3 separate regions of the Danio rerio genome follow, and regions 2 and 3 are each linked to region 1. Evidence: chromatin contacts called from public HiChIP or PLAC-seq data. All regions are on one chromosome and are shown on one strand. Each heading gives the region's core, a stretch centred on a gene start, on an enhancer-like site or on the middle of the called end of the contact. The rest is flanking DNA. Distances are from core to core; before and after follow the strand shown. Region 1 holds the start of mtcl2 (microtubule crosslinking factor 2). Region 2 has its middle 83 kb from the start of acss2. Region 3 has its middle 66 kb from the start of acss2.

Region 1 (5,028 bases), core at 1,435-3,934:
TCATAAAGTTAATTTGATTCAGCTTAAAAAAATTAGGGCAAACAGAATTTTTTTACAGTGTATAAATAGTTTGTTTGTTTGGTAGACTTCATTAATCCCAAAGGGAAATTCACATCAAAGCAGAGCTCTCCATACTAAAATTTAGATAAAATAAGTTACATACAGTTGAAGTATGAACCATTATAGGGGTGATCAAATGTATTGCATGTATTTTATTATATTAACTATTACTGTTATTTAAGATACAGCTCAGAGGAAACTATTTCTCACTATTAAAGAGCTGACCCCCATGCCTCTTGTTTTGACATCCTTTAGGGGAGGGGGTCTAGTGATAATTAGGAGGGTCAATCCACCTCAAACCCCTCTGTAATTCACACCCTGGCTAAAGGTGAATTGGGTAAACACAATTGGGCATGTTGTATGAGTGCGTGTGTGAATACGAGAGTGTATGGGTGTTTCCCAGTGCTTGGTTGTGGCTGTAAGGGCATCGCTGCATAAAATATTTGCCAGTAATAGTTGGCCGCTCATTCCACTGTGGCAACTAAGGACAATTAATGAATTACATGTAAGAAAACACTGCAGGAATGCATCATCAGATGATGGTTTGAAGTCTTGTATGTCTTTATAAATCACTAACAGACTAAGCGAAGCCTCTCATTGATTGCTCTCAGTTTCACAGACTCTGGAGGATTGGGACAAATCCCCCTCTTTCATATGGCAATGAAAATGCCTCAGTTAGCACAAATATCAGGCAGCTCCTCTGTCCAGTCTCCAGCAGGGCGTTCTCGTGGGTAAAGCCATTAATGTATTTGAGTGAAGTTCAAGGAGCACCGCTGGTGAGAGGGTCCCAGCAGAGACCCTTTAATGAGGCTCTAGTGTTTGGCCAAGAGGACAGTCAGCAATCATTACAGGTTAATTATGGCACATGTGAGCAGTGCTCAAATTCCTGCTGCATCATCCAGCCTCCCATTCCAGAGGTGCAGACAACCAGGCTGAGTACAGCACACATGAAGAGATAACAAGTGGAGACTGTTATCATTAGGGCAGTATCTCTGGAGCTGCACGATTTAGAGCTGAAAATCCAATGACATAAATGTTGCTTTTCAAACAATGTTCTTACATCAGGAATATTTAGTGATTTTGTGAAGACATCTAAACAAAACTTCCAGGATGTTTACGTAATAGTGTATAATAAAAACACATAGAGGGAGCTAGATATTCTGTTTGAAATATAGAGTAAGTGGTGGCAGTTTTTTCTGCAGTATTTAATTTGTGACCCTGCACCACAAGGGCATAGATTTGCTCTCGACATTGGTGGGGACATACATCCCTATAACTTCATTGAACAGCACAAATTATGTTTTGCACATTTAATACTTAATAATACAGATAACAATCACATGCAACAGTCAACTCACATGATTTTACTGCAGTCCGGCTTTGATGAATGTAGAGAAATTTAGAGAGGTGTGAGACGCAATTGAACTGTTTTATCCTGATTATTGTTTCTCATAATCACAGAGGCCAGAATCTAAACCGAATTTTGATTAATTGCGCAGCCTTGGTTATTATTAGTATTATGGTGAACCCGTAGCAAACTTGACTTTGTGTATGTGTTGGTTAAGGGTTGATGGAGCATTATTTGTCTTTGAAGTAAATTAAATTATTGATAGGGACATTTCAGTAATTGGTGGAAACACCCCTTCGTTCATGCCAATTCTACGCCCTTGCTTGACCATAAAGACCAGATTTACTGAAACTGAGATTTTAAAATAGAACCAGAAAGTTAAATAAGCTTTCCATTAATGTATGGTTTATTAAATAACTGTTTGTAAATCTGCAATCTAAATATTGAGAATATAAGTTTTAAAGTTGTCCAAATTAAGCTCAATGCACATTAGGCCACTTATTTGAGAGAGAGAAAAAACTGTTTTGATATATAATTACAGTTTATTTAATTTTTTTACATGACATCTTCATGGATGGTGATCTTTAATTTTTAAATATTTTTATTAATAGTTTTTTTTTACCATGAAATAAAATAAATCTACATTTTGACTCTTACAATGTAGCCTTTTGACTATTCCCCACAAATATATACCCTACCATTTGTGGCCCGGGGTCACAAGTTTCAAAATAGTGCTATTCATCAGATATCAGTTAAGAAAGTTGTTATTGCAGTAACTTACTCAATACAGTGGGAGCACTGGCAGTAGGTCAATGTGTGTTATATGGGCTGTTAAATCTTTTATAGGCAGTAAAAACGATAAATTAATAAAGTTTAATTCCCATATGGTTTCCGAATTCCCATTTGGTTGTTTTTTGGAAACCAATTAAAAATGCTTTAGGAACGTTGTCGAGCGGTTCTTATTTTTTGGGAAACAAAAAGTAACCTTCCCAGAATGTTACTGGGAGTTTTTTTTATGAAACAACCTGAAATCACCTAAAACCTGACGTTCATTGCTATGCGCCCTAAAGAAAACGTTCTGGGAACCCCCAACATTTTGTTAATTTTATTATGGATCAGGATTTGAACCGGTAGTCGATTACCAATCTTTGTTTTTAGGATGAAGAGATTGTGCGCCGTGTCTTGGTGGCAGTAGTGCGCTGCGCGCGAGGCTCTCCGCCGATCATTCGTCACGGTCAGAGCCGCTATTTTGGGCGGGGAAAAAGAAACCCAACTAACACTCCAGCAGCACTCAGCAGACGAGCAGCAGCAACTCTGCACGAGAACCGGGGACATATCTTGCAGACGAGGAGCACTGGAGAAAACAGAAACATCTTAATCCAAGCAATTGCATTGCCTTTAGGATTTCCCATGATTTGGATGTCGGCTGACCTGGTGTGAAGCGCTAACCAGCTCAACTTCTGTTTTTTGGGGGGAGAAGGAGGAACATTTCGGCTTCATTTGTGTCTTGTAAACGGAATGAATGACCAAGACAAAGGTTGACACCGGTTCCCCGACGCATTTTGTCTCGTCGAAGGAGAAGAGGCAAAAGCAGAAAATGGAGAGCAGCACCGGCGAGCTAGAACAGCCGCAGCCGCAGCACCAACCGACACAACAGCCGCCGCCTGCGCCGCCGCTACAAGTTACCGAGAAAAAGAAAATACACCGGGCACCGTCTCCTGCACGACCCAAAGATGTGGCCGGCTGGTCACTCACTAAAATCCGCGGCGGTATCGGCACGCCGACACTAAGCGTTAAACCGGGGGCCATTTATTTAGGTGGCCGCGTGTCCAGACGCAGCCCCGTTACCGGGAAAGACGCAAAAACAGAAAAGAATAAACCAACCGGCAAACCCGCGCTGTCAGCGACCGGTGCTCAGAAGAGCAGCGTAAAGTCTAATAAAAGCGGCCGGAGAAAAGTTTCAGATGCCAGCATCGGATCGGATGATTTAAGCAAGGACTCCGGATGCGCACCGGGGAAACTCTCACCCACCGACAGCAGTTCCGAGCTCTCCGACTGCGCCTCCGAGGAGAATAAAGTCTCCACAGACGCGCTTAGTAGCGACACGGAGACTAGCAGCCGCGGGGGGATCGACGGCGACAAAGCGGCAGCTGAACATGGATTACTGGACAAAAGTGGTCACACCAAGACCAGCGCAGAGAAAGAGCGACTCTCGCTGGGGATGGAGACCGCAGAGGGGAGCGTGTCCCCCGGGGAGGAGCGCTCCCTCACCTCGATGGACAGCAGGATGCCCGCCAGCACATCACTGGCCTTTTCAGACCTGACCGAGGAGCTGATGGACGGCATGAATGAGGAATTAGTCAGGGAGATTGAGGAACTCAGGTCGGAGAATGATTATTTAAAGGTAATATCATGGATATATTCTCTTATGGTATACAATCAAAGCACATTTTAAATGGGAGTAAGTTTTCCACCAAAAGTTCATTGGAAACCCAGCTATGTGTTGGTGCTTTGAACAACCAAGAAGCAAAACACTGGTCCAAACATCCTTTCCCAGCATCAAAAACCTCCTAAACATGTCACTAAACCAAACTTAATCTAACAAGGAAATTTGCTAAACCTTCGAGTTTTGCTAATCTTTAATCTAACTCCACATTTAGCTTTAGGCACACAGTAGGTAATTCTGTAATGCAATATAAGAGTAAAATGCTTTCAAAATCTTTTGTTTTTAGTGATTATAGTTATAATTAAGTATAAACTTAAAATACACTCAAAGTGAAAACGTTATATCAGTGTTTTAATCAAATAAAGAGGTACAGTTACACTTTTAGACCACCTAAAACCAAATTACTGAATCATATCAAGGTCAGAAGAAAAACCAGAGGTGTTAGAAATTTGGTCAAATGATGAATAGCTGATTTGTCTTATAAAAATAAAAATATTGTTTTGAAGAATTAGTAGCCACACCAGTTAAGATAATACAGATTATTCTGGTGGAAACTAATAAGAAATGTTTGAATCCTTTGAGTAACTAGTGCAACACTGCCTGATATCATAATCTACTACATATGTGTTTTTGACATGCCAGTGTTTCTCATTAAAACTGAAATACTGTATTCACTCATCCTGCTGCAAGGCATAAGATCTTTATTTACTATTTCACGGGCTTGTCTTTTCTCCGGAATTACTATGAGTCATATGTAATATATAAACAGTGATTCTTTTGTAATTTCTGTTTTCGTAAACTATCACAAGACCATGACGAAACCAAATCTATTCATCTGTCATCCCAAATATAAAGCGTTAAAATTCCCAGTGTAAGCTGCACTTGCACTGGTGTAGCTGGAGTAATGCAGCTGTGTGCACAGATGCTGCAGCAGTGCACAGCGCCCGCGCCCACTTTTCACTCCATTGTTTATCCGCGCGCTCGAGCACGTGACGCGCGCTGCAGTAGTTGACCTATATTCACTGGAAATGTGTGACAGCACGCGGTGGCCCTCCCTATCTATCAGCCTGCATTTCTTACACGTTTGAGGTATAAATAGTTTATTTGGTTTTGCAGCTATGTGTTTTCCAAACATGGCGCTATTATGTAAACTGTGTAGTAAAATGGTCTCGAG
Region 2 (4,751 bases), core at 207-2,706, 180 kb after region 1:
TGGAAACGTAGCCCCGCGGACGTTTCTAGAGACCGCGATTTACGTGGCCGGAGGTACGTAAAGGCCGCGTTTGGTTTTTTTCGAGCGAACGCTGCGGGGCGGTGTGGCGCAGCTCCGCCCCTCCTCTTCGCGCTCGCCGGCTGACGGCTCGCCTCCGAGTGGAGGGCTTTCCCGACGCAATCAGTTTGTCCGCCTAGCTCACAGCATTTCGTCGGCGGAGCGGAGGCCCCGGAGGAGGAGAAGCCGGAGTCGGCCGCGGTGGACGACGACCGGGATCGAGTCCGGGGAACAGCGGGTTCCGGAAATCAGGTAAGACGAAAAACGGAATCCGGAAAATAAGGGCGAGAACGCGGCGGGATCCGAAAACGAGGTCGAAATCGAAGACGAGGGCTTTTGCTTTTTTTTTTTTTTTTCGATCCGGCGGCTTTTCGCGCGAAAAAGCGCGCACAGCGGCCTCTCGCGGATCCGCGAAAACAAAAAAACGCTTGAATACGTACCTCCCGGGACGTAAATCGCCGTCCGCAGAAACGTCCGCGGGGCTACGTTTCCACAATGAGCCCCGGTTGTATATTTCACTATTTTGCTTATTTTGTATTTTCGTATCACAAGAAGCTATTCATTTCTGTAGCTGTTTGTTAACATTCTGCCTGTTCAAAATAAACAAACAAAAACCATAACTCGGAATTTTGTACCAAAAATTGATGTACAGAATTGATGTACCGTTATCAAACCTTGACTTCTATGTACTGCTACACACCTATTGGCTGATTTATGTGTTATATCTCGATGAGTCTATGTAACCAATTTAATTTACAAAACATTTTTACATTTTGAAGAGAGAAAAAGTGCAAAAATATACATGTATAATGCAAAAACTGCTCAATATTTCCTGTAGTCAGTCAGATGATCTCCCCAGAGCTCTATGGCTCTTCCTCTGTGTTTTTCAGCCGGTGTTCTGCTTTACCGTCTTGCTCTTTTTCTGTACTGCTGGGCTCAGCAGGGATGGAGGAGCTCGCAGCACAAACGTGCCCTGGTTTCCACGGCAACAGCCTGGCATTCTCTAGACAGGCAGGGCAGGAGATCTGATGCATTCGTGAGCGAAGAAGAGAGAGATATACCGAGACAAAGATTTACATTGTTTCTGGCCAAAACAGAATTCCCATCACCTCCAGAATAATAAAACATCCAGAGAGAAGCACAAAGCCTCTCATACGCTCTAGCTGAGAGTCTGCGAGTGAGGAAAACAACAGAGCTGCGTTCATAAGAGCCATATAAGGACACACGGTTCTTCTAACTGTAATCCATCACCAGACCTGCCTTTTGTTTGACTGAGATAAATGCTTGAGTTTCTAAGAGACTCAAATGTGATATCAAGGATTACCCATAACACAGTATCTACGCCCTGGGCACTGCTGCCGGTGTGAATGTGTTTAATGCAGACACACTGGGGGAGCCAATGGAGGGAAGATTGATCTAACCTGTGAAAAATGCTCTCGCTTCACGCAGGAGAGAAAGAGAGACAGACTGAGGAAATGGAAACGTAGCATCTGTTATCAAGTAACTCTTCAGTGTCAGGCCATAATTTTAAAAATCGCTGTTTCAACCAATTGGCAACTATTTAAGCTCAATTTCCCTCTTGAAACAAACACAACACAATAAAAAAAAAGACAATCGTTCAAAGAAGTTGATCTTCAGAGCTGCAGCTCCCTCTACCTTTAGCGAAGTGTATCACAGCTCTTCCTTTGTGCTTGTTTTTGTTCAAGAGAAAGAGAGTTACCCACAAGTCTGCTTGAGCGTAGATGGGAAGCCATTACCTCAGGACTCACATCTGTGCTGCAGACACTCACACAATTAGCTAATTGCTCAGAAATCCTCCTTTTTTGTATCTGATGATGGCAGATAAACCCCTCAGCTGCAGAATAAATCACAGTCTCAAGATGAAAAAGGCAATTTAAGGAAAAAGAGAGAGAGAGAGAGAGAGAGAGACATCTGGGGAAGAGTTGTTGGTATGTAAATGAACTTGAACTCATCAACATGAAACTATAAAATTGGGTTATTAGGACTTTTATTTTTTATAGCCAGTTAGATTAAGCGAAGCTAAAATTCTTCCGCGATCACCTTAACCCATGTCAACACAGTTAAGAATATCATCAGTGTCTCACTCCGTGCTACAGCAAAACTACCAGTATTGTGAAAGACTCCACCCATCCCTTCCAGCCGTTGTCATGAGAAGGATGGTTCCAGGGTAGTAGAGCCCGCTCAGCTAAACTACTCAACAGCTTCTTTCCACAAGCTCCTTTCACAGTAAGCAATCATCTTACCCTACTCTGAAATATTATGAACAGTCCCAGCTCCTCCCCATCTGTCATGTGAGGGACACTGACAGGTTTTATTAAGAAATAGTCAGACAGGCAATAGTCAGACACAGAAGCAATCGAGTACATAAAGGTAAGGCAAACAGAGTAGTCGGGTCTCAGGCAAAGAGATCAGTCCAGGCGGCACACTACGTAAACAATGAAACAAAGCAAGGGTCAAAGATGGCTAGACAAGGCAAGGAACACACATCGTAATGCTCACTAAAACAGATAAACAAGACTCAGCAAAGTGTGTTTTTGTGCTGCATATTTGGTCCATGTAATAAGTCTTTGAGCAGTTCCCAGTTGTGTGTGTGTAATCAAAGAAGAACCAGAACAGGTGTGAGTGTGTAGTGCATGACAGGATTCGTAGTTCATTTGGTGGCAGATTTGTAGTTTTCCTGTCATCTGTATGGACTAGATTGCGGGTGATTGTGACACCACTACACCACAGGAAAACATCAAACCATTATGAGTCTGCCTCACACAGGTGAGGGGGTTTGACAAACCACCTGTAGAAAAAGCACTCTTTCACCTCTATGACACTTAAACAGTTACTTGCACCAGTTTTGCACATTTGCACCAGACATTTTCTTACAATCATTCTAGATCTATAAAAAAAAAACTGCATTTATGAGGTGTGATTCACACAGGTGAGTGGGCTTGACAAACCACCTGAAGAAAAACTTTTCTCTCTATATGTACCAGACACTTTATTTGAATTACACTAGCACTTATTTCTCTGAGCTCTAACAGATCCTTTTTTATAATTAGCACTTCTTGTGTGTATTGCCTCTTGTTAAATTGCTGAATATCCTGTGCTAAAAGACAAGTAGCTAAAACTCGCACATTTAGAGGCGGGAACCTGCGGACATGCAACAACTTTTCATTTTCATTTTCAAAAAGTTTTCATTTGGGGCTCCTTTACGGGACTCAACACTTGTAAACACTCACTGTATCAGGCTGGCGGCTCTAAGCACTGCTTACGTTCGTCACCGCTGCCAAGCAGACCAATCACAGAGCTTGTGCTACGCGACATGTAGTAGAGGTCTGCATTCTCGAACCACAGGACCCGACCAGATTTCTGTGGCGCGGGAATAAATTTCCGGATAAAGCGCGGGAGCGGTCGGTAACTGGTTTAATTTTGGATGGGAGCAGACGTTCTAACAATGTCAATCCAGACTCCCGAGCGAGCGAGCACGCGTGTGTATGTGTGTGAATGAGACAGCGTGATGCTGCGTTTAGCTTGTTTGTTGCTGTGTGTGTGTGTGCGTGTGTGTATGTGTGTGCACGAATGAAAGAGAGAGCTTTGTGCTGTCTGTGTGTGTGTGTGTGTGTGTGTGTGTGTGTGTGTGTGTGTGTGTTTATACAGACAGCTGTATAGGATTCTGTATAGGTAGGTGGTTTTCGGTTTGGTTCTCCCCCCGCCAGTTAGTGTGAACGGGTGCAGCGGGTAGAAAACAAGGTGGTTTGGGCAGCGGGACAACAGATGCTGAAAATAAGCGGGAGTGGTCGGGTTTGGGCTAAAACCTGGCGGGAGCAAGATTCAAAATTTAGTCCCGCCCAGATCTCTATCGTGTAGTTACATTTTTTGAGAGGTGCGTGTCAGCATCGGCATCAGCCACGGCGAGGAGGATGTGACAGCACATAAGCTGCGCCAGAGCATACATGACTGCTTGATGCAGAAGTATAAATCAGCCTTGAGTCGCTTTGGCCATCTGCTAAATAACAATTTATCACAAATTAAAAAAAAAAAAAAAAACAATATTGTGAAATATCATTTGGATTAAAATAAATTCTGTTCGTATTTGTTTTTTTATTAATTAATTAATTTATTTATTTATTCATTAATTCATTAATACATGAGATGATAAAGCTTCAGCGTTACAGTGTCACAAGATCCTGCAGAAATATTCTAAAATTATGCTAGTCAATCTTACAATTAAAATTATTGGTCACACTTTATTTATTGTACAATCCACGCTATTAAGCAAAGTATTAACTAAGAATTTTTATTCAACAACTCATACTCTTTTAAATATCTTATCTTCATTGATGGTTAGTAAAGTAGTAGTTGGATTAAGGTATTGGGTATGATTAAGAATGTAAAATAACATCATACTTTATAAGTGCAACTAAAAAGTAAACTTCTTAATAATAGGCAGCTAATAATAAGCCAGTAATAACTTTCGTGAATTATTAACAAGCTAAAGACTTACCAAAATATTTTATTCTTAGCATTGTTGAACACTGTCGTGCTGATAATTTTATCATACTTTTATTATCATATGAACTTTAATTTAAAATTAAAAATGTCCCTACTTTAGGGTAGCCTCAGACTTAGAGAATAACACATTAATAAGCTAAAACTCAAATTCAAGGTTTTCTCGTCTCAGT
Region 3 (4,726 bases), core at 2,144-4,643, 200 kb after region 1:
ATCCTTTGACTGGTGTAATTATTGAAGTCTGACCTCATAACACTGGTAGTGCGACATGTACATACGGGACATTTTACGGGGTACGCGCTTCAGTCAGCTAAAACTTTCACGCACACTGAATTAACTTTGACTGAGGCACCAGATGCGCTGCTCAAAGCCGCGACACGGAACACAAGACACGCACATTCGCATGTTATTTAAAATGAAACTATTTAGATGTCGCTCTAGGGTGCGGCAGAAGCATGAAGTGTCCCGAATTGTGGCTGGGCACCGTGGACAGCCGCCGTCTGGAAGCACCGTTGTGTGTACCCTGACAGATAGCTCGCACTTTCCAGCTGTACCTAGTTAAGATCACAGGGAGCATCTGTGACTGCGAGAAAAAAAAACGGCTGAAGTTTAAGGTTGATGCAATGAAAAGTACACGTTTGCAAACCTACTGTACCTACAAACAAACTAAGTAACAACCAATAATTCTGATTACAGCGATCATGTGGTGAATGTTGATCATGTGTTGAGCCCAATGAGCCTTACATCTAAAAATATAGCAATGGTGTTCCTTCAGTGACATCGCTTTGACTCTCACGCTGAACAGTTGGATGTGCCAAAACTTTCTTCAGTTAAACAAAGAGAAAACTGAAGTCATTGCGTTTGGGAACAGAGATGAGGTTCTTAAGGTGAATGCGTACCTTGGCTTTAAGGGTCAAACAACAAAAAATAAGGTCAAGAATCTTGGTGTGACTCTGGAGTCAGATCTAAGTTTCAATAGTCATGTCAAAGCAGTTAGTAAATCAGCACACTATCATCTCAAAGACATTGCAAGAATCAGATGTTTTGTTTCCAATGAAGACTTAGAGAAACTTGTTCATGCTTTTATCAGCAGCAGGGTGGATTACTGTAATGGACTCCTCACTGGTCTTCCTAAAAAGACAGTCAGACAGTTGCAGCTCATCCAGAACATCCAGAATCAGAGCACATCAGACCTGTCCTCAGGTCTCTACACTGGCTGCCAGTTACATTCAGAATAGAGTTTAAAGTATTATTACTGGTCTATAAATCACTAAATGTTATATTTATGCTGACTGAATACAAACCCAACAGATCACTCAGATCTTTAGGATCATATAAACTAGAAGTTCCAAGAGTTCGGTCAAAGCAGGGTGAATCAGCTTTCAGCCACTATGCCCCCCGCTGCTGGAATCTGCTTCCAGAAATGATCAGATGTGCTCCAACATTAGGCATGTTCAAATCAAGACTGAAAACACATCTGTTTAGCTGTGCCTTTACTGAATGAGCACTGTGCTGTGTCCAACAGATTGCACTATTATGTTTTCTCTTCTTCTTCATTCTTTTATATCACATTTTACCAGTTTTTATGTTTTTTTTACTCATTTTTATTATTTGTTTCTATTTTAATTTTACTTGTTTCTTTTATTCTTGTTTATGTAACGCACTTTGAATTGCCACTGTGTATGAACGGTGCTATATAAAAAAAACTTGCCTTGCCTTGCATTATTTTAAATGTAGATACAATTTAACATCCCAGAACATTCTTATGAATATCAATATCAGACACTTGATGCAGCAAAGCTTGATGACTCAATCCCATGGTCTTCTACACTGACATCAGAATTATAGATAATGATTTTAACAAGAGGGCTAGAGGAGTGAAGTAAATGATCTCTGTTTACATGTCTAAGAGCAGCTATTAAACACCTGCGCTATGAGTGAATCTGAGCGAGTTTGAAGGCCAGACAGTGAAGCGAACAGCCTGTGCTGTGATTGGGGTTGCTGATTTCCAGCTGAGATCACCAGCTGCTCTCCTGTTCATATTCACCCCGCGCTCTCTCCTTTTCTTGCCCATTACTCTGTATCTGCCTAATTTTCACTTTAGAATCCCCTTAGACTCCAGCAGAGAGAATGCAGAGGGGAAACTGAAAGATGCAGGGATTTTTCTACTCATATTTAAAACTGGGTTTTTAGGGGAATATCATCACTCTTCTTGACATGCTGCAGAGAGGAAATGAATGGGGAAATCCAGTGGAGATTTACTGGGAATACCTGGATACTGCAAGACAAATCAGATGCGATGTTTTTAATATCCCGAGTGATTCTAGGCGGCAGTGGCATCAAAAGAAAAGCAAACAGAGGCTTTAATGAGGAGGAAAAAGGTTAACAGTCTGCACATAGTGTTATTAATCTTTGCTATTCCTGAATTTCATTTTTATCCAGAGTTTTCTTATCATTAATAGCTTAAAAACTGCATCCCTCAAAAATTATTCATACGCAATCCTATTCCAAATTAGTCCACAATAGTCATTTTATTGTGAACATTTCATTTTAATATATAAAAATATAATATTGATATAAAAATATATATTTCTGTTTTGGGTAAACATTATATAAAAGCTAAATTCTAGCTCTCTGCAACTCTCACATGGTCGCCCACTGAAGCTAAGCAGGGCTGCGCCCGGTCAGTACCTGGATGGGAGACCACATGGGAAAGCTAGGTTGCTGCCGGAAGTGGTGTTAGTGAGGCCAGCAGGGGGCGCCCAACCTGCGGTCTGTGTGGGTCCTAATGCCCCAGTATAGTGACGGGGACTCTATACTGCTCAGTGAGCGCCGTCTTTCGGATGAGACGTTAAGCCGAGGTCCCGACTCTCTGTGGTCGTTAAAAATCCCAGGATGTCCTTCGAAACGAGTAGGGGTTTACCCCTGTCATCCTGGCCAAATCTGCCCACTGGCCTCTGTCCATCATGGCCTCCTAACCATCCCCATATTCAATTGGCTTCATCACTGTCTCCTCTCCACCAATCAGCTGGTGTGTGGTGTGCGGTCTGGCGCAAAATGGCTGCCGTCGCGTCATCCAGGTGGATGCTGCACACTGGTGGTGGATGAGGAGATCGCCCCCCCCCCATTGTGTAAAGCGCTTTGAGTGCCCAGAAAAGCGCTATATAAATGTAAGGAAATATTATTATTATTAAATTCCAAATTTCTCATCACAATTTGTTAAATATCTATTATAAATCTCTGGTATCTACATTTAATCTCAGAATGAGTACACAAACTATAGTCAACTTTATTCCTAATTTTGTATATTAGGAAATTATACATGTTCTCCCCCTTTTTTCAATAAATTTGATCATAATTCCATCCTTTTCTCCAAGTTTTTTTAAATCTATCTATCCATCTTATTTCTATATTCCATTCCTAGCATGTACATTCACTCGGTATCTCACATCCCTCATGCCTTCTTTTGTTCCCTTGCTCTCTATCTGTTAGTCTCTCCATTCTCCCACCTGTCCCAGGCCTGTCTCTCTCCTGGAGTGTGACAAGTGTGTGCATAATGAAGGCCCATTAGAGGAAACAACGGCAGCAGCTCCGTGCCGCACATGTTCAGTGGTCAAATGCTGACGACAGCTGCGCCAACACACACACACACACACGATCCCCAAGACCTCCCCGGGTGTCCCGCAGTCTGCCAGACGAAACAGCCCAGACAGCTTCAACAGGAGGCTCAACCTGAGGATATAAATGGGGTGTGTGTGGGGTCGCCCGTGACACAGACAATTGCAACGTGATATTTCTGTCAGGCTGAGTCCACACTGTGTGGGTGCTGGAGTAAAAGTAGATCACCACAATTCACATTTATCATCATAAATCCATAGCCAAAACTTTTGATGGCCTTCAAGCTATAAGCATCTGCTTTCTTTGGCTGTCAGACATGAATGTTTCTGCCATATGTCCCCTACTTGGAAGTAAATAAAATAAGTTTCGTATTTAAATGATATGAAACATGCAACACAATTGGGTTTATTATAGTGGCCTGAGAAAGCCAACATACTGTCATACTATCAGTGGTGGCAGGAGTACTTAAAAATCATACTCAAGTAAAAGTACCATTACTTGCCCAAAAATGTATGGCAAGTAGAATAAAAGCACCTGTTGTGAATATTACTCAAAGTATGAGTAAAAAGTAACCCTTTTAAAAGTACTGGAGAGAAGTGAGTACTGAGTAGTAAGTATTACGCCGTAAAAAAGTCATTTTGCATTTACATGCAGTTTGTACAGGGATGTGTAAACGTATCATTCGGTAGTGCATTTAGTGATCTTCCTATATTCCTTTGTTCCTTTCAACCTTTCTTCCATTGTTTGTTTGTTCTGTCCTTCCTTCATTTGTTCGTTCCTTCCTTCATTTGGTCCTTCCTTCGTTCCTCCCTTTATTTGTTCGCTCATTCATATTTTTGTTCCTCCCTTCATTAGGTCCTTTGTTCATTCGTTCATTCCTTTCTTAGTTTGTTCAGTTCTTTCTTGAATCCTTACTTTATTCATTTGGTCCTTCGTTCATTTATATTTTTGTTCCTTTCTTCATTAAGTCCTTTGTTCTGTCCTTCCTTTATTCATTTGTTCATTCCTTCATTCCACCCTTCATTTGTTCGCTCATTCATTCATTCTTTCATTCATAATTTTTGTCCCTACCCTCATTAGATCCTTTGTTCATTCATTTGCTTGTTCGTTCCTTCCTTCCTTTCCTTCTTTAGTTTGTTCATTCCTTCCTTCCTTCGGTCCTTATTTTTTCATTAGTTCCATTTAGTGATTGTTTAAGGTTGTTTGGTGATTTCAATCATCATACAGTCGACATCCTTTTTTTTTTTACAGTCTTTCAAAATATGATTTTCATTATAGATTACTTTTAAAAAAGAATATATATATATAATTTAAAATGCAT

Evidence for each region. HiChIP or PLAC-seq counts read pairs in DNA pulled down with a chosen protein or histone mark.
Region 2: a contact with region 1 is called in an H3K4me3 HiChIP or PLAC-seq map of pancreas, with 9 times the contacts expected there. The contact joins the enhancer-like site here to the promoter of mtcl2 in region 1. A contact is called at or near these places in 3 of 18 Hi-C or Micro-C datasets (caudal fin, hematopoietic stem cells and skeletal muscle) and 3 of 4 datasets of contacts at active chromatin or transcription factors (caudal fin, embryo and pancreas).
Region 3: an H3K4me3 HiChIP or PLAC-seq map of embryo shows a contact between it and region 1, with 5 times the contacts expected there. The contact joins the enhancer-like site here to the promoter of mtcl2 in region 1. A contact is called at or near these places in 5 of 18 Hi-C or Micro-C datasets (caudal fin, embryo, hematopoietic stem cells and 1 more) and 4 of 4 datasets of contacts at active chromatin or transcription factors (caudal fin, embryo, gastrula embryo and 1 more).

Annotation. Positions count from the first base shown.
Region 1 is chr23:9,619,901-9,624,928 of GRCz12tu, reverse strand. mtcl2 (microtubule crosslinking factor 2) reads left to right here and starts at 2,684. Exons shown (of 15, transcript XR_012399001.1): 1 at 2,684-3,812.
Region 2 is chr23:9,443,581-9,448,331 of GRCz12tu, reverse strand. No RefSeq gene overlaps it. Among named protein-coding and RNA genes, the nearest start is that of acss2, 83 kb to the right of the region's middle. Within about 2 kb of position 1,456, at least 9 of the 62 cell types and tissues checked have an H3K27ac peak or open chromatin away from gene starts, as enhancers often do. A contact at or near this core is called in pancreas, where this site is marked.
Region 3 is chr23:9,425,893-9,430,618 of GRCz12tu, reverse strand. No RefSeq gene overlaps it. Among named protein-coding and RNA genes, the nearest start is that of acss2, 66 kb to the right of the region's middle. Within about 2 kb of position 3,393, at least 16 of the 62 cell types and tissues checked have an H3K27ac peak or open chromatin away from gene starts, as enhancers often do.